2 separate regions of the Zea mays genome follow, and region 1 is linked to region 2. The links are chromatin contacts, called in public Hi-C maps. All regions are on one chromosome and are shown on one strand. Each heading gives the region's core, a stretch centred on a gene start, on an enhancer-like site or on the middle of the called end of the contact. The rest is flanking DNA. Distances are from core to core; before and after follow the strand shown.

The links. Hi-C and Micro-C count contacts between places; a contact is called where the count stands out from the background.
Region 1: a Hi-C map of leaf shows a contact between it and region 2, with 2.1 times the contacts expected there. The contact joins the promoter of LOC100381661 here to the promoter of LOC100216785 in region 2. A contact is called at or near these places in 3 of 25 Hi-C or Micro-C datasets (ear and leaf).

What each region holds. Positions count from the first base shown.
Region 1 is chr4:181,520,082-181,523,108 of Zm-B73-REFERENCE-NAM-5.0, forward strand. LOC100381661 reads left to right here and starts at 1,640. Exons shown (of 15, transcript NM_001318231.1): 1 at 1,640-1,805; 2 at 2,694-2,795. The coding sequence starts at 2,778.
Region 2 is chr4:180,797,456-180,800,584 of Zm-B73-REFERENCE-NAM-5.0, forward strand. It overlaps LOC100216785 (Galactosyltransferase family protein), which reads right to left and starts at 1,513. Exons shown (of 1, transcript NM_001143184.1): 1 at 260-1,513. The coding sequence starts at 1,395. The coding sequence ends at 364. LOC100272769 reads left to right here and starts at 2,946. Exons shown (of 10, transcript NM_001147222.1): 1 at 2,946-3,129. The coding sequence starts at 3,076.

The sequences.
Region 1 (3,027 bases), core at 390-2,889, 720 kb after region 2:
ACGCGAGCAGTCGCGAAGACGCTCCCCAAAAATCTGATCGCCCGCACACCCGTGCAAGTGTATCTCTCTGCGGTCGGTGATTTCGGAGGCCTGCTCTCCCACTCTCTCTGTGCTCGCAGAAGATGGGACGGGAATGTATTGTTTGCAATTCGCGTGAGATAATTCGCATGACTGGAAGAGCCCTCCCTCTCTATTCTTATAGGCGGTCAGAAGGAGGGAGAAGAACAACGGACAGAAACGGTCGCGCATTAGAACTGGAAACTGACGACAGTAACTGACGTCGGTTATCATGACGGTCATCGCTCCAGGCAAAATGCGAAACCGTTTGAAAGGAATATTCGGACCAAGGTCCGATCTACCACGGCCACAGCCACGGCCACGGCCACGGCCACGGGGCCACGGCCCGGCCGGCGGCGGCGGCGCGCGCACGCGCGTGTGGCAGTCCTTCATCCTTTTCTCAACTTCTCAATAGATGCACCAATGGTCCACCTATTTAAGTTGATTGATTTGTCCTTTGAACTTCCAATATGGTACTAAATAATTAGTACACCATAGCATTAAAGTGGGCCATTAGCATTGACTATTATTGAATATTAATTTGGGCCAAGCCCACATTAATCCAACACCAAAGCTACTCACTCACTCAACCAACCACGGACAGTGGCAAGGGCAAGGTCACCGCCATTGTGCTGGTGCTTGTGCACTGATGGCGTGACATCGAACGAAGGAAGCAGAGGGTGAGATTCAGAGAAGGAAAAAGGGGTACTGGCTCAATCTGGGGGTAGGGATTGGGATGGCGGCGGTGTACCTTGAAGAAGATGTTGATGCATAGACCTCAACAAGAATTCCCCCATGCCCTCCGGCCTCCGTGCATCCTCTGGGTTGCGGGTTGCGGAGCCTCCCTGCGCGACGGTGGGTTGCAGCCGCGACATCCAGGCGTCCGTTCCGACGAGCCTCGAGGCGGGGAGCAGCGTATGCGGGTGGGATCGGACGACGGCGGCATAATCGGGGTAGGGGCAGGGGGGCGGAGTTCGTGGCCAGCCAGAACCGGGGGAGGGGAGGCCGGGGGCGACGGTTTCGGGGCGCGATCTAGGAGCGGCACCGTTGTGTGGGATCAGGGAACGAGACTGAAATGTAGGATCGTACGACTGAGATTATAGAATGGTAGACTGGATGGTTGAGATCGCAAAATGGCAGAACGACAGGCTACCCTTACCGCCTTAATAAGTAGTAGAGATGTATATCTCTCATGCAATTATTGCGATTTTTTGCATCCAAAGGTCGAAATAGAAATTTTCTGCATTTTGAAATTATATAGGATTTTAAGTTATATACAAATCTAATCATGCATTTTTTATTTTTGTGTTGTGAGAATAATACATTTAAAAGTGGCCTGAAAGTTGAAATATAATAATGTGACTTTCAGAGATGCTCTTGATCTGACACACACTGACAGCCGTCCAGATCAGACCCATTTTATCCCTCGACCCCGCCTCGAAAGAAATCCATACCGGCCCACTCAGCCCGCGCAGCCCATCCTCCAACCTGTTCCATTCATCTGTAACGGATCAAAGCCCACTTGTCCTTGTCCCTTCTCCCCTCCGGCCTCAGCTTCCCTTCCCCGTCGTCTATCCGCGTCAGTTTCGACTTTCGATTCCCCTCGCCCTCGCCGACGGCCAGACGCCGAACGTCTCGCCCTCTCCCGACGCTCCCCGCCTCCCCCTTGATCCGCCGAGCGCGGCGGCCGCCGCCGCCGCCGAACCCGATCTCCCCCCCTCCCGCGTGACAGGCACGGCCTCCCCTCGGTAAGGATGCCCCGTGCCCATGGTTTGCCCTAATTTCCCGACACGTACCCCGCGATCCCGCTCCCATACGACTTCCCTGCCGCCTTTTTGCGTCCTTCGATCCTTTTCTACGTGTGTTTCTTTTCGTTCATCCAGCGATTGCCGATGTGGAGTGGGATCGTGTTATATGTTCGCTGGAATTTTTCTTTGTTTTCCTGTGTTAGGTCGCGGAGATTTGTGTGCTCGTACCTGCGAAGAATTGATCGTGTGGGATTATATTCTACGGTTCGGTAGTTTCAGCGTCAGCTCTCATATGAAATGTTGCTGCTGTCGTGCTTTGCGCTGATCAGGTTATTCTGGAATGCACTAGTCTAACCAAATAACCCAGTGGTTTATCACACAGATAACCCTTCTACATGTTTAGCGGTGTTTAGAAGAATAGGCATGTTTCCATATTGTGCTGGCACATGGTCTGTTTCCTATTGTAAGGTTGGCCTGACTAATCTCTTAGTATTTAAAATTTCTGCAGTAATTGTGAGAATTGTAGCTACTTAATTTTCGAACGGTTGCCTTCTAGCTTAATATTTCCTGTCGTTTTTAAGTGACCCTTTTATATATTTTTATGAATTTTCTTTTTGCTGATGTGGCTTGATGGTTCTCATCTCTAGCTCTCCCCAACTTGCTTGAGACTAAACAGATTTGTTGTTGTCATGTCATTTGAACTGAATGACAGATATGTAACAACCAACTGATCTATGGATTAACTTGAATATAATGTCTGCCTTTCATTTTCATTGCTGCACTTGTTATATGTTGTTCAAATCGTTTTAATAAAAGGTACTTTTCTTTTTCAAAGGATTCCCTTACTGTACCGACTACTTATAAATGTATCCTTTTTTTCTGTTTCAGGTTGGAAGGGTTTGCTGTATCATGCATTTTTTGTGGATAATCTTCATTTTCTCTTGAGTCACCGATTCTTTTGTTGTCTTCAAAATGTCGGGCTTGCTGAACGTATGTACTTGCACAAGTATACTTGCCATTGGGTTTTCTTGCCACCATTATGTATTCATGTTGAAAGGCAGGCCTGGTGTAGTGGTGAGAGCTGTATCACTGAGTCACTAGGTCATGTGTTTGAAGCAGCCTCCGCATTTGTGGGGGAAGGATTGCTTCGATTTACCCCTTTTTCAGACCCCACTCATGCGGGACCCTCCAGCACTTGGTCTGCCCATTATGTATTTATATT
Region 2 (3,129 bases), core at 263-2,762:
TTGTTTTTAAATTATTTCATAGTAGTAAAAAGGTACTCCAACAATTTATATCATAACTCTCGAAACTCTATGGAGTTGGCAACTCTAGATTCAGTATGTTTGAAAGACTTTAGCCACCCCCTTAGAATTTTGATTTTGAGTTATACCAAACACCCACTAACAAACTCTAGCTTGAAATACAAAACACGGTAAAAAAACAAGTGGAAAGATGTAGTTTGTGAGAAGAACACAGATCAAATTTAAAAACATATTTGTTTTTGTGTATACATCATAAATTCTCCCTCAAAATTAAGCAACGCATACATGCATGCATCCGATGGATCGATCCCTACTACTACGGTAGTAGATAGGAGAGGTAGGTTGCTAGTCGATCTTGTAGAACTTGGACGGCTGGAGCCCTGCCGTGAAGTTGAAGTACTTGAGCGCCTCTGCCCACCTCGGGTTGCTCTTGAGCCTGTGCACGCCGATGGTGGTGGGCATGAACTCGTGCTCGCACTGGTCCACGGGCACCGGGTTGAGGTAGTCGTGGATGGCCGGCTTGGCGTTGAAGCGGTTCTTCCCCTTGCCCCCGATCCTGAGCCAGAGGCCGGTGAGCATGTCCTCCGTGCCCACGCTGTGGTTGCGCGCCACGTCGGAGGTGGCGATCCACTGCACGAGGTCCCACGACAGCGCGTAGGCCATGCCGGCCATGTACTCCCGGAACGGGTCCATGCTATCGCAGGGGATGGTGGCGCCGTAGTACATGTCCTCCCGGGGCATCCCGCCCAGCGACCCCACCAGCTGCGGCAGGCGGAGGAAGATGTCGTCGTCGGCCTTCATCACGTAGTCGTACGGCTCGTCGGCGTAGAGCGCCGCCACCGCCGACAGGAACGTGTACGTCTTCCCGCCGTTGAGGTTCTCCTCGCAGCCGTCGAGCACGATGACGTCGCCGTGGGCGAGGATCTCGAGCGGCACCAGCACGCGCTGGTCGTCCTTGTACAGCCGGCAGAAGACGAAGCGGACGTCCACGTGCGCCGCGAGCCCACCCGGCGACGCGAGCTGCAGCCCGTACACCATGCGCAGCAGGTGCCGCCGCTCGTACAGGTCCGCGCGGGTCAGCACGCCGATGAGCAGCCGGAACTCGGGCTTCCGGACCGCCGCCGGCTCCGCGGCTGCCGGGCCGCACGCGCTCAGCATCGCCTGCAGCTCGAACTCCTTGGGATACACGAAGAGGAAGATGAAGGCCAGGAGCAGGAGCGGCAGGAGGACCAGCGCCTTGCTGGAGGCTGACAGCCTGGGGAGGCCGCCTCCACCGCCGCCGTGCCTCTGCTTCGTGCCGACCTGCTGGAGCGCGTCTTTGCCGTTGCCCATGAACGACTTGAGCAAATTCTTCTTCTTCGGCGGCGGCGGTGGCATATCGAATTGCAGGCAATGAGGCAGATAAAAAAGCGCACACACAGTCGTCGTCGCCTGATATGACGGTAGGCTGCTATACTGACATGGAAGGCAGCTGAAGGGGAAGCAGAGTCGGTTCTTTTTGCCGGTGGTGAGAACTGGGAAGCTTAGCCAGCACGGAAATGGCGACGCCTTTATTGCCTAGAGGTTGGCGAGGGTGAGGCGCGGAGTCCGTGCGTGGGAATGGAGAGGTAGGCGCGGCATGCGAGGTCTCGTCTCGGGCGAACGTAACGTAGCCCGGTGGGGTCAATGACGACGTTTGCATGCAGATGCAGTGAGCGAGATGCGTGGCTCGATTTGTCAACACTCACCTTGCGTGAAGAACAAATTAACGAACGAATTGGGGACGTACTTCCGGGGATTTGGAACTTCGCGTGCCATCTCTGGCTGCGATAATCGCAACGCCCCATGCGGAGGCCAAAGCAGTGCCATGTGGTACGCAACGTCAACGGATGGCTGGGGCGTTGGGCTAGCACATAGCAGCTGGCCTGTGTGGGAGCTGATCACGTAAAATAAGAGATTTATATGTTAAATTATATTGTTTATAGGTGATTTGTACGCAGTAGCGGGCCTAGGATTTTGTTAAGGATATGCCATAATAATTTTTTACACTATTTATAATAACTCATGTATAATTTAGTATTCTATTGGTTGGTTGGCTTATAAATGGACCTATATGTATACTAAGTATGTGCTCGTTAGGGCTGGAAAATTAGCTCGAGGCTCGCGAGCCGGCTCGAGCTCGGAGCGGCTCGGCTCGGCTCGGAGCGGCTCGCGAGCCTCGAACGAGCCGAGCCTCTTCTTCAAGCTCGTTTTTGTAGCGAGCCGAGCTGAGCCAGCTCGCGAGCCTTGAAAAAATGATGAATTTATGGAATAATAATGCATATTAGATAATTTTATGGATAATAGCTCATTTTTTAGTCTTTGATGATGAATATATAATGTTAATTCACCAAATAATGCAACGATAAGTACCAGAATATGGCTCGCGAGCCGAGCCGAGCCGGCTCGCGAGCCAAGGTCGAGCCGAGCCGAGCCGAGCTCGTTCAGTCACCGAGCCACGAGAGTAAAAAAATAGTATGAAATATATATACGGAACGACAAATATCACTATGATATGAAAAACTCGTGTTACAGTTAATATTATATTGACGATATAAATATATAATATTATTATAAATATGCCGACCCAAATAGATTAAATTGATGTCAAACAAACATTAACAATATCGTATAAATTGTTTCTAAAGAGTCATTATAGAATTTTTAATGATATGTTAATATGTCGACCATCATATATTAATCTAATCTTAGGTCTCTCTTGTATTGTATGTTTTTGCAGTCATGACATATAGAAATACTGTGATAATTTGATGTTATATAGCAAAAAAAAAATGTACATTTCCAAGCTTAATATCTTTCAATGTTACTTATCCAATCCCACGGTGTACGATAGGCAAAGCAATATCTAGCTGCGTCCGATCGATCAGTCACACGGTGTACAAAGGTCCCTTGGTCAAGTGTAAAGAAAGAACACCGATAAAACGCCGTCGAACTACTCCGGACGGGAAGCACCTCCAATCCCCTCGCCCCCACGGACCCTCGCCGCCGGGGAAGCGCCGCTCGCTCAGGAGGACAGCCATGGCGCCGGAGCCGGAGGATGATATTATGAACGAGAAGAATCCCCGCCCGCTC